Linked DNA regions of Sus scrofa: region 1 is linked to region 2. A link is a contact called in public HiChIP or PLAC-seq data. All regions are on one chromosome and are shown on one strand. The core of a region is the stretch at or near the end of the contact, and the rest is flanking DNA. Distances in the headings are between cores, read along the strand shown.

Evidence for each region. HiChIP or PLAC-seq counts read pairs in DNA pulled down with a chosen protein or histone mark.
Region 1: an H3K27ac HiChIP or PLAC-seq map of alveolar macrophages shows a contact between it and region 2. The contact joins the promoter of TWF2 here to the promoter of GLYCTK in region 2. A contact is called at or near these places in 4 of 5 promoter capture datasets (fetal liver, fetal skeletal muscle and liver), 12 of 47 Hi-C or Micro-C datasets (alveolar macrophages, blood, embryonic fibroblasts and 7 more) and 2 of 2 datasets of contacts at active chromatin or transcription factors (alveolar macrophages and skeletal muscle).

The regions. Positions count from the first base shown.
Region 1 is chr13:34,367,038-34,373,606 of Sscrofa11.1, reverse strand. It overlaps TWF2 (twinfilin-2), which reads left to right and starts at 2,610. Exons shown (of 9, transcript XM_013981767.2): 1 at 2,610-2,807; 2 at 6,268-6,345. The coding sequence starts at 2,783. It also overlaps a transcript of TLR9 not described here.
Region 2 is chr13:34,431,416-34,437,868 of Sscrofa11.1, reverse strand. It overlaps GLYCTK (glycerate kinase), which reads right to left and starts at 4,466. Exons shown (of 5, transcript XM_005669627.2): 1 at 4,284-4,466; 2 at 496-917; 3 at 106-257. The coding sequence starts at 872.

The sequences.
Region 1 (6,569 bases), core at 1,361-3,860, 62 kb after region 2:
CATAGATACTAGTCAAGTTCGATAACCACTTAGCCATGACGGGAACTCCAAGACTTTTAATTTTTAATGTAAATTAATTTGTTGGTTTCTTTTTTTTTATGATTTTTGGGCTTGGTGACATACTCAGAAGGACGTCTCCACTCCAAGATTTTACAATCTTCTCCCTTTGTTTCTTCAGAATTTTAATAGTTCACTGTTTTAAAAAAGCACATTTAAATCCTTGATACACCTGATAAAAAAACTATTTCAGTGGCTGACTTTGTGTGGAGAAACAGCAAGAAAAGAGAAAGCTGGAGTTCCTGTCATGGCTCAGTGGTTAACGAATCCGACTAGGAACCATGAGGTTGCAGGTTCAGTACCTGGCCTCACTCAGTGGGTTAAGAATCTGCCGTTGCCGTGACCTGTGGTGTAGGTTGCAGACATGGCTCGGATCCCGTGTTGCTGTGGCTGCGGCATAGGCTGTTGGCTGCGGCATAGGCTGTTGGCTACAGCTCCGATTAGACCCCTAGCCTGGGAACCTCCATATGCCACAGGAGCGGCCCTAGAAAAGGCAAAAGAAAAAAAAAAGAAAAGAAAAGAAAGGAGCAACCTACCTGTTCCTAGACACTCTGATCATCCCTGGACTCATTCGAGGAGCTGCATGCAGCTTTCTTATCTTTCTGCCTAAAACCGGATCTCAGCCAGAGATGGAGTCTGCTGGCCCTTGTGCTCCTCACTGCATCCTTGGTTTTGAAGCTGAGCAGAACTGGGCTCCAACCCCAGCTTCCAGGAAGTTCCTTTCTCTGGTTAAACCCTCATCACTGAGGTGTGAGATAGTGATGGAAGCAATGAGGGCCACTGCCCAGCAGGGCTTCTCATCGTTTGTTCCTTTTTCTCTTTTCCTTTCTTTCTTTTTCATTACAGTATAGTTGATTTACAGTGTTTTTTCAATTTCTGCTGTAGATCTGTTCCCGTTCCCTAAGTTAAGGAAACTAAGGTTCTTGGGGATACTCACTACCTTGTGACTTTGATCAAATCACTTTATCTTTCTGAACCTCAAATTTCTTCTGTAATGTATGTAACAACACATACATTACAGGACTTTCATAAGGACTGAATAAACGTGTCCAGCCATAGTAAGTGTGCAACACAAAGATTCTAATAGTTCATTCAGACATTGTTTTAATTTGGCAAATATATATATATATATATATATTTTTTTTTTTTTTTGCTTTTTAGGGCTGCACCCATGGCAATATGGAGGTTCCCATACTAGGGGTCGAACTGGAGCTACAGCTGCTGGCCTTTACCACAGCCACAGCAGTGCCACGTCTGAGCCATGTCTGTAACCTACACCACAGCTCACAGAAATGCCAGATCCTTAACCCACTGAGCGAGGCCAGGAAGTGAACCTGCAACCTCATGGTTCCTAGTCAGATTCATTTCCACTGCGCCACGATGGGAACTTCTAATTTGGAAAATATTACTGAACACCTACTAATCCTGGGCACTGTTCTAGCTGCTGGAGATACAGCAGGGGTAAAAACTTAAACTGGTGGAGGGAAGACAATAAACAAATAAGCGAGTAAATATATGTGCCAGGCAGGGATAAAAACAAAGAGAATGATGCAGAGTGGGGCCAACCAGGTAGGAGGGAGGACTTTGCAATTAAGGTAGTCGTGTAATTTATCCAGTGATGGACATTAGAATAGAGAACATAACCTTATTAGTTTTAGTTAATGTGTTTTCTTGGTTAATTCCTATTTCCAAGGAATTTTTTTTTTTCAGGGCCGCACCCATGGCGCAGGCATATGGAGGTTCCCAGGCTAGGGGTCTTAATGGAGCTACAGCTGCTGGCCTACACCACAGCCACAGCAACGCCACATCCGAGCCGCGTCTGGGACCTACACCACAGCTCACAGAAATGCCGAATCCTTAACCCACTGAGTGAGGCCAGGGATCAAACCTGCAACCTCATGGTTCCTAGTTGGATTCGTTTCTCCTGCGTCGCGAAGGGAATTCTGCAGTCTCCTCTTTTCAGAAGACTTTCCCCACCCCTCTGCCAGGCTTTCCTCCAGGTTTCCACTCAAATTTCACCTCCTCCTAACGGCCCCTTACCCTCTGCACAGGGCACTCGCCACCACAGACACTGTTCATTTGCGGGCTGTCTAGCAGAAAGTCAGTTTGGGCTCCCACCGTCAGGACGGGGCCTTCAGGCGCGTCGCCTCCAGGTGCCCAGGGCCACAGGAGCCGCCCAAGAAACGTCTCCAAGGAAAGAGATGTCACACAAACACACGGGTGCCCATTCACACACAGAAAAACCCCTTCCCCGCTTCAAGGCCACGCCAGGATGCTACCCATCTGCAAACCCACCTGGCCCCTGACCGGGACTCAGGCTTGCGCGCGCTCATATGGATACGCCCCAGCCACAGACCACTCGGATCCGGGTGTACTGACACACACGTGCATGCGCCCACACATGCTAGGCGGTACGCAGATCGCATTCTCCGCCAGAAACAAGGCAAGCGCAAGCGCGCGGAAACACCACTCAAAGCTCCTCCCTGGGCCCACCTGGAGCCAGGCGCCTACTGCACGCACGCGCGGCCTCGAGTCCCGGCCTCGCCCGTCGGAGGCGGGGCGCTCTGGGGGCGGGTCCTGCGGCACCGCCCGGGAAGCTGCGCGAGGCTGGGAGGCTACCGCCACATCCTCCTCCTCCTTCTCCTCCTCCCGGTCCAGACGAGCCGAGCTGGGTCGTGGCCGAGCCGAGGGCTCTGAGGGCGCAGGCGGAGCGGGGCACGGAGCCATGGCGCACCAGACCGGCATCCACGGTGAGGGCAGATGGCGGACGGACGGGGGGCCGAGGGAGAGTCTGAGGCTGCGCCCCCTCCTGGGCTCCCGGCCCCTGTTTCCGATCCGGCACCAGCCTAGGGAAGCTTCCTGTTCTCTTGCAGCCGTGGGTCGCCTGGGGTGGGCAAATCTTAGTGGGGTGCGGACTTACTGGGCATAGTTGGGGGTGAAGGTATCTCTGTTCCCATCCGGGGGTGGATGTGCCTGTGTGTGCCTATCTATGTATTTTTGTCCCTTTCTGGGAGTGGGTGTACCCGGATGTGCACATCTGAGGGAGTGAGCACGCATGTGCACTTGTATGTACGGACCTGTGTGCACATCTGGATATGACTGCTTGTGTACATCTAGGGTCATTCGTGCACATACAGCAATGTCTTGATTGGACACTGTTGCATGGAACCATCTTTAGACATCAGTGTTTCGTGACTGTATGCACATGTCTGTGGGAGTCTGTGTGTGTGTGTGCACGCACAATTTGAGTGCATCTCAGTGTTCATTTGTTACCATGGATGGGTGTTTGGTTTGTACTGCTTTATGTCTGTGTGAGAAGGGAGCCCCGACCTTTGGCTCCTCCCAGGACCCTCACAAACCAGCCTGGGAAAAACTAAATGGGATGTGGAGAGTCACCAATCTGACCTTGACCTCTGATCTCCTGAGTCTGCCCCAGCTGGTATTGGAAGGTCCCAGCTCCAGGCTGGAGGTAGGAAAGAGGCTCCTGACCCTAGAGATTCCAGGCCAGGTCCTCCTTCAGCCCAGAGCATCAGCCTCCTCTCCCAAATGGCTTGGTTTCCTCCTTATACAGGATGGGAAAGAAGCAATGACCAGGGGCCAGGTGTTCTGACCCTACCCAGGCCTCAATGTCCCCCTGTGTCACTGACCTGGGAGGGCTACCTGGCCTGTGGGGAAGGCCCAGGCTGCTTACCCAGGTAGCCCAGTGGTTTGGCCTTCAGCCATTCCTCCTACCACGCCAGGATCCTCTGCCTGGGGCCATCATCATCGACCAGCCTGACCACCTGGTCTGCTTGCGGTTGTGGCCGCTTGGTGGCTGGCCCTGAGAGGGTTTCCCTGGCCCCGCCCACAGGACCAGAAAAGGCAGAGGTCTGGGTCTGGGCCAGCTACTCTCCAAGAAGAGCTGGAGGGGCAGCTTCATGACTCAGCCCCACAGAAGGGAACAGCCCCTCACTGGACCTGCCCCTTCCTTCCCCTTTGTCTGATCGTTGCTGTCACCTCTAACTGGGAGGGGATCAGAAGTTAGGGCTCCTCCTCCCCTCTCTGGGCTGACCAGTCCTGTGGCCTGGGCCCTCCCTCACTCCCTCATTTCCCATATGCTGAGATGAGCCTGCCTAGGGGAATCTGGGGGCTGAACCCCTTTCCCAGCCCTCCTTCTGTGTGAGGGCAGCCCACTCCTTTCCATTTCTGGCCTGGGGAGGTGGCAGGAGAAATCACCCTGGATGCCCAGGTGCCAGCCCTGACCTGGCTATAAGTGTGGATCTGCTGACCTCAGAGCAGGGCAGGGGAGGGACCTGTAACCTGAGGCTTACTGGGTGGAGGGGTGGGGGGTAAGGCAGCAAGTGGGTGAGAGTAGGGGGGGCATGAATCTTTGATGATTGAGGCTCAGGTATCCCAGGCCTGGCCTCTGGATTATTGATGGTGGCTGAGGAGGCATGGAGGGGGATGTCTCTCCCACTACTGGGGTGTCAGTTTGTCCTGGTAACAATAGAAGCAGTAGGTCTGAGCAGGTGGAAGGAACAGCTCAGCACAGCCTGCCCCGCGTCATTACAGTAACACAAGTTAATGATTATTATTAGGAGAGGCCCCCGTTGCGGAGCACTGTCTCCTATTTACTCCTCAGCATTTGGGGAGTATTAGCCCCGTGTTATAGATGGGTTTGAGGTTCAGTGAGGTCAGAGGTCACACACAGCTACCGGAAAGGTGGAGCCCCAGAATCCAGGCTCTTCATCATGGACCAGCTTGGGGTCCACAGAGGAGCAGCTCTGTCCTGGCCCACTGGGGCTGTGTCCATGCCAGGCTGCTCTGAGCCCCAAGGGCCTGCTGAACTTAGCTGGGACCCTGCCCTCCCAGCAGCCTTGGAGGCTTGTATACAGCCTGAGGTCTCAGGCTCAGGGTCACCCTTCATGCAGGCCACCCGAGGACATGACCAGAGTTTGTTTTCCTAAAGGTCCCCCCGCCCCCGCCACACCCAAGCTGCCCAGTCTGGGCCCTATAAATATTCTCTGACCTCAGCCCTCCAGCTGTGCTCCTGCAGAATTCTCCTGACCCCTGGGCAGCCCCAAGGTCATGCTGGCCTGGTCCTGTGCACCCAGAGGCCCAAGCAGGGCCCTTCCCAACTTAGACCTTGGTTTCCTCATCTGAACCATCAGTGAATCTGTGACTTCTGTGGTTCCCTAGTTCTGACCACAATCCTCACCTCTGTACCTGGGTCCCTATTCATTGGCCATCACCTTCCAGCTCTGTGGCTCAGGGACCAAGACAGGGACTGTTTTGGAGAGTCTCCAAGAGCCATTCCTCTTCCCAGCTGCCGGGGGTAGGGGCTTATCACCCCCTGGTGGGGCTGAGCCAGGGTTGGCCTGCCTCCTCAGGGCCTCTCAGGGTTAGGCAGCCTGGCTGGTGGGCTGGGGCTGGGTATGCATGCATGCATGTGTCAGTGTGTACCTCTGTTTTTTTGGGTACATTTTGTACAGCTTCTCTCTTGCACACATATGTCAGTCACACTCTGCATTTGCCTGTCTGCGAATTTCCTAGCACCCTGGGGACTGTATCTGTGTGTGTGTACATTCGTACATCTAAATGTGTGTGTCCATTCGTACATCTAAATGTGTGTGTCCATTTCTGTTTGACCAGCTGAGAGTGTTTGCGTTTCTGTTCCTCTTTCTGTCGCATAGTGTTTATGTGTAACATTCGCATATGCTGGATTGGTATGTACCTATTGGCACATGCAATGTGCATTGCATGTGTGCATGTGTGTGTGTTTGCATGGGCATGTGTAGACAGACACAGTAATCAGTGCACATTGGGGGCAGTTGTTCATGTATTTCTCTCTGTGGATGTGACAGTCTTGGGAAGGTCCCAGGCCAGCTCAGTGCTGGGCTTTCCTGGGGGGCAGGAGATAGGTGGGGGCCATTCACTCTGGCTGGTTTGGCCTGTCCCAGAGCCCGCCCCCATTCTCGAGTGGGCCGTCCCACCCCTGCATGCCCTGTCAACGGAGCTCTCACAGCCAGCAGGCCGCCCGCCTGCCACCTCTGTTGGCTAAATTTGGGAGCTTGTGTTCAGCGGCTGTCTCGGGTTCCCAGTCACATGGGGGGCCGTATTTAACCCGGCTCCCAGCTCCACCACCAGACCCCCCAGGACGGAGCAGGCCCTGAGTGTCTCTGCCCATTCCCTCTGCCTGCTCCTCCCCCACCATGTTTCTTGTTCTTGTAGCCACCGAAGAGCTGAAGGAGTTCTTTGCCAAGGCACGGGCTGGCTCTGTGCGGCTCATCAAAGTCGTCATTGAGGACGGTGAGTGCCTCCTACGGGCGAGGGCACAGGCTGGTGGCTGGGCCCAGCTGCTTCTCTGGGAGGTGGGGGGATGTGGGTCTTTAGCCCCCTCAGGACCTCAGTTTTCCATCTGGGAATGGGAGATGCCGTGTCGGAGAGTCGGGGGGAGCCACCGTCATTATGCCTGTTGTACAGAGCCGGAAGCGAAAGCTAGGGAGGGAGCACAGAGAGCCCTGCCCAGGGTC
Region 2 (6,453 bases), core at 3,217-5,716:
TCCAGGATCTCTACTGCCTCCCTTGCTCTGTGACCTTGGTTCAGACCAATGGTCTCTTGGTCTGATATCTGGAACCCATCTCCCCAGCCAAGCTAGCACCCACACCTGAGATGAGTACAAGCAGCAGGTCATCAGCTGTGAGGCCTTCGGCCAGCTGTCGGATGGCCAGCGCGGCCCGCAGTGCATCCCGGTCCGGGAGGTTGTCCTCCGCACCCTCGAATACCTGGACACGGCTATGGGGCTTCAGCAGCATCTCTCTGAAGGGAGAGAGAATAGAGAGCAAGAGATGGGGTGGCTTCCTCTTCCCACCTGAATTTCCAGATATACAGGTAAAGAGACATGAAGAAGGGTGCCCTCTGACAACCACGTGCAGCCAGGCCATACCCAGAAGAAAACAGAAGCTGGTGAAGGAAGGAGGCCCCGATCCAGCCTGAGTCTGGGCCCAGGTTCCTCTCCAGATGGATTGTGGGGAGTAACCCTCCCAAGGCTCCTTACTGTTTGCCAGCATGCTCCATGGCAGCACGGATCCCCCTGGGCACGCTGATCACTCCCTGCACGAGATGTTGGCCTAGTAGCTCCTCAGCTGCAGCTGCCATGCCCAGCACAGCCTTGCCAAAGCCCACCAGGTAGAGGTTCTGCCGCAGCTGAAAGCTCCGGTCCCGCACTTTCAGCTGCCCACTGTCAGGATCCAAGGACAGTGCCCGCTGCAGCATGGGACCTGGCAGCATGGCACCCACAGTGCTCTCAAATATTTGCCGTGCCTGCTCTTCCAGGGCCATGCCACTGGCCAGCCGGGTCAATGGGCACCCCCAGAGGAGTGGGCGCGAGGGGGCCCGGGCGAAGTGACGCAGGACTTGCAGGGCTATAGCCATGCCCCACTGCTCCTGCTTTCAGCACCACCTGGAACCCATGGCTGCCTAGGGGAAAGAAAGCACTAGTGAGACCGCTGCAAGGCCAGAGACAGGAGGCTGCCACCAGCCACAGCTCTGAGGGCTCAGACCCAGCGGACCCCACAGCTGCTGCTTCAAGAATGGGCCATCTGCCAGTCCAAGGGGACTTCCTAAGGCCTTCAGCGGCCTGATGGCGCACCAGTCTTCAGAGCCCAGGCCTGCCACCCAACCATGTCCTCCTCTTCGGCAGGTCACACGCCAGCCCTCTGGACACTGCCCCAAGTCCAAAGGTCCTGTTGGCTGAGCCCTCCTCCAGATCGCGCTGAGAGTTAATCATTCACAGGGGGAACAATTACTAACAGTGGGCTCCTGAGGCACCCCTTTTCCACCTCCTGCACTTCTGAGCCTCACCCAGGGCAATGCCCCTTTCTGGTACTCCTTCCTTGCCTCTTTACCACTTCTGTGGCTATAAGGCTGCTGGCTGTCCCACTAACTGACCTCAAGCCCAGTGACCTCCAGCCTGCTCTATTTCATTAGCTCATAGCCCTGGGATGGGGAGCCTGGTAAGGCTAGATCTGTATAAGGAGGCTGTAGGTTTGCCAGGACACTGATAGGCATGCCTAGAATGCATCCACAGGGCAACAGGCAGGCCCAGAGGCACATAGACTGAAGAATTCTAGCACTCGGGGTCAATCCTTCAAGAGGTTCAGGTTCAAAACAGCAGTCGCAGCAAAGTCTGGCTCATAGTAAAACCTTGAAGAAGTCTTGAGACACCACATGGCCACAGGTACCATGGGGCCCAATCTGTTGGACAGAAAAGGATGCCCTTCCACCTACATGGTCAGACCCACCCCTGCTGAACACATGACTTTTGGCTCTGACATAACATAACCAGTCTTGGGTCACACCACCCACAGAGGTGAGAGCCGTGTGGCTGGAGCAGGCAAAGGCCAAGCTCCCACAGCTGAGGCCAAGTAGTCATTTTCCCCACTGGGCACAGTAAAGGCTAAAGAAGTCTTGAGGTGAAGGTCAAGAGGCCGCAGAGGAGTTTAGGGACAATAAAGTCCCAAAGAGCTCACCTCGAAAAAGGCATTACTGGAATGTGCATTGTGGCTCAGCAGTTTAAGAACCCAACATAGTGTCGTGATGATGATGGTTAGATCCCTGGCTTCACTCAGTGGGCTAAGTATCCAGCATTGCTGCAAACTGTGTTGTAGGTCGCAGATGTGGCTTGGATCTGGTGTTGCTATGGCTGTGGTGTAGGCCTGCAGCTGCAGCTCCAATTTGACCTCTAGCCCAGAAACTTCCATATGCCGCAGGTGTGGCTGTGACAAAGGAAAAAGATATTATTGGAGTTCCAGCTGTGATGCAGCAGGTTAAGGATCCTGTGTTGACAGAGGCATAGGTCACAGCTGCAGCTCAGATTCCATCTTGCCTGGGAATTTCCATATGCTACAAGTACAACAGAAAAAGAAAAAAAAAAGGCATTACTTTAATAAATGCCCACCATAAATGCTGACAGCTGACTGCAGCAGCAAGTGTGGACAGAGCAAGAGAAAGGGGCTGGGAATCAGGCTCCAGATCCACCACAAGGACAGCTCGATTTCTCTCATGGGGCCTCATGTGTAAAAAGAAAAGTGGAATGAGATTAAGACTAATAGTCTCCCCTGCACATCTCTGGACTCTCTGAAGCTGTCCACTGTTAACAATGGAACCCAAACATCATCTTATCCCACACTCAAAACACCCGGCAGGAGTTCCCATCATGGCTCAGGAGAAACGAATCTGACACTAGCATCCATGCAGACACAGGTTCGATCCGTGGCCTTGCTCAGTGGGTTAAGGATCCGGCGTTGCTGTGAACTGTGGTGTAAGTCACAGACACAGCTTGGATGTGGCATTGCTGTGGCTGTGGCAGACAGCTACAGCTCTGATTTGACCCCTAGCCTGGGAACCTGAACTTCAGGTGCAGCCCTAAAAAGACAAAAACAAAAAATAAAAAACAACCTGTCAGAAGTTCCTGCCCTGAAGCCCTGCATCCTCATGGTTACAGCAGGGGTTTGTTAACACCGAGCCACCATGAGCACTCCTTTTTTTTTTTTTTTTTTTTTTTTTTTTTTGCCACGACTACAGCATGAGGAAATTCCTGGGCCAGAGATGGAATCCACGCCACAGCCACAACTAGAGCCCCTGCAAGTGGCAACGCCTGGATCCTTAACCTGCTGAATCTGACTGCAGCAGCTCTGGTTGCTCATACAGGCAGGTTCGATCCTGGCCTGGTGCAGTAAAGGATCCTGCATCGCCACAGCTGCAGCATATTCAATCTATGGCCAGGGAAGGAGGGAGGGGAGGGAGGAAGGAAAAAACAAAAAGCAAAAAAACCTGGCAACTTCTAGCCTTCAGCCATTTAGTCTACATGAAACTCAGCTTTCCCGGAAGAGAACCAAGCATGCCCCAGATCAGCTGTGAAAGGCAACACAAAGGGATCCAAAATGGGCTCAGCTGTGGCCTAGGACCTCTGGGGCTGGGCCATTAGAATTAGAGGTAAAAGCCCTTTGGCATGTAGCAATAGTTGATTTTTCAGCCTGGGTGAACTTTGTACCAGTTTCTCTGATGGATAGGGGCCTAGAGGATCCCAGCCCAGGGCAGGGGGCGCCCAAGACTAAGGTAGCCAGATAAAGTACAAGTCACTCAGTTAAATTTGAATTTCAGATAAACAAGTAGTTTGTTAAATGTAAGAACCTCCATACCATGTTGGGGACATACCTATACTAAAAAAATTTTATTATTATTATTTGTCTTTTTAGGGCCCCACCCACCGCGTACTGAAGTTCCCAGGCGAGAGATCCAATCGGAGCTGTAACTGCCACCCTACACCAATTGTCACAGCAATGCCAAATTCTCCGAGCTGCGTCTGCAATCTTTGCCACAGCTCCCAGCAACTCGGGATCCTTAATCCACTGAGTGAGGCCAGGGATCCAACCTGCGTCCTCAGGGATACTAGCTTAGCCACCACCGGAACTCCTTTTTTTTTTTTTTTGGCCGCAACAGGAGCATGTGAAAATTCCCGGGCCAAGGGTGGAACCCACGCCACAGCAGCGACTAGAGCCGCTGCAAGGGGCAACGCCCAGATCCTTAACCCGCTGAGCCACAAAGGAACCCTTAAAAACTTATCTGTTGTTCACCTGAAATTCGAATTTAATTACACGCCCTGCCTTTTTATTTGCAAAACCCAGCAACTCAACTCGTGACAACGCCTCTCCTAAAACCCCCAGCGATCCTGCGCAAAACCCGGAAATACTGAGCAGACCCGCCTCGAGTCCTCCCCCCACCAAGCGGGGCTGGAGCCCTTTCCTCCTTCGCCTGTCCGCCCAGCCCCGGAAATGACGTTACCCTGGGGCCGAGGCCTCAGGCCAACACGAAGGAAATGGCTGCCGCGTAACGTCCAGTAGTGACCCGAGAAATAAAGGGCAGCAACCGCCGTCACCAAGCCCAAGGTACCCGGTGGCCCTGGCGGTGCGGACTTTACTGCCCCACAGCTCCAGGCCGCGGATCCCACCTTTCGTGACCGGAAGTCCCCCAAGGGGGCGGGGCGGAATCCGGAACTTTTAGTGCGTGGGGCGGGGCTGGGACTTCTAGGGAGAGCTGCTGGAGGATCCGGACTGGCATCTTGGATCGGGGTTTTGGCTCATCATTGACCGACTACATCCCCGGCTGAAGGCACTTTCAGGGTTCAGTGTCTTCATCTCCACAGTGGAATAATAATCCCCGCTTCACCGACTGCTGTAATCCGTCCCCCTCCTTTATTCTGTATTATCCCATCAGTCTCAAATCATTCCGACCTACTGTTAGGTGCCAGGCACTGGACTAATCAAGCGGGAGGAAAAATCACTCTACACAACCCATCCACTCTGGCGCCATATTAAGTCATCCTTTCCCCTCACCGCTGTTATTCCACAATTCTCCGGTTACCCTTTCTCCCTTGGGCGACCAAATCACAGCTCCAACTCAGCAAGAGAGTTCTGCTTCGTGGTTCTCGAACACACAGGCAGTGTGTAAACACGAAAGATCTTAGGCCTCCCACGGAGTCCCCGCTCTCACCCTGAGCCTGGCTTGTTACCTTCCCTTATACAAAAAGACAATTCCTGGAGTTCCCCTAGTGGCTCAGCTATAGCTAACGGACTAGTATCAACGAGGACGCAGGTTCCATCCCCGGCCTCACTCCGTGGGTTAAAGATCCCGCTTTGCTGTGGCTGTGGCATAGGCCCACCGCTACAGCTCCAATTCAACCCCTAGCCTGGGAACCTCCATATGCCCCGGTGTGGACCTTAAAAAAAAAAAAAAAAAAAAAAAGGTGCAGAAGGGTACATTGTTGTTACTAATGTTTTCTTCGGGAGAAATGCTTTTATTCATTCCTCCAACACTCAAGAGACGTTTCCTGAGTGCCTTCTAGGTGGACCAAACGCTCTGTCTAGCTGCTGGGATGAGTAAGAAGTGGTACTCTTAGTTGAGAAATTTCTGCTTTTGTAATTACATTCCGACAGTGCTGGGGGCCAGAAGAGGGGGTGTAAATTTGAGCATCCTCTCATTATTTAGTCCCAGACTCTCATAAACAGACACCATTTACTGTGCCAGCGCTGTTATATCAGACTGTTAGCAGGAGATATATTATCTTTTTCTTTTTAGTCTTTTTGCCATTTCTTGGGCCGCTCCCGTGGCACATGGAGGCTCCCAGGCTAGGGGTCGAATTGGAGCTGTAGCCACCAGCCTATGCAAGAGCCACAGCAACAATGGGGATCCAAGCCTCGTCTGTGACCTACACCACAGCTCACAGCAACGCCGGATCCTCAAACCACTGAGCAAGGCCAGGGATCAAACCCGCAACCTCATGGTTGCTAGTCGGATTCATCAACCACTGCAGCACAAAGGGAACTCCTATATCCATTTTTTTAATCCCCATCCCACCCTACAGCTACTCACAAGATGCATTTAAAGATAAGGTTTTGTTATACAGTAAAAGAACAGAGACCATTCCAACAGAGAAAAAAAGCCAAATTAGGAGTCTTTATTACTGGCCAGGGCCACACACTGCCTAAAAGAGTGCCTAAAACAGTGTGAAGCCACGAACAAAGAAACGGACCGCGTTTATAAAAGCAAACTTACACCCAGGTTGGGAGGAGGTACGCATGCCTAAGCAGGGGTGCAGAAGCAAAGCAGTGGGTTAAGTTATTTTAAACCTTAACTAGTAATAGTGTTTAGGTTAAATAGTAACGATTTAGGGTAAGGGCTCTATTTCCTGACTTCAAGCAGGCAGCTTATGCTGGAGTCAAAGAGGTGGTTAGATGAGTAACCATGTAGCAAATGCAGTTCTCCTTATCAGCTAACCTTGTTCTCTAAGGAAGGGGGCAGCTGCCAGAGGCTAAGGTGCCCAGCTGCTTACATGACACCGGTGCTGTGGAATGTCAACAAGGCCCAAGCTTATGTCCTTCAGTTTAGATTCACACTGGACTGTGAGCTCCTAGAAGGTGGTAACTTGGTCTGACTAATATTTGCGTTTCCACTG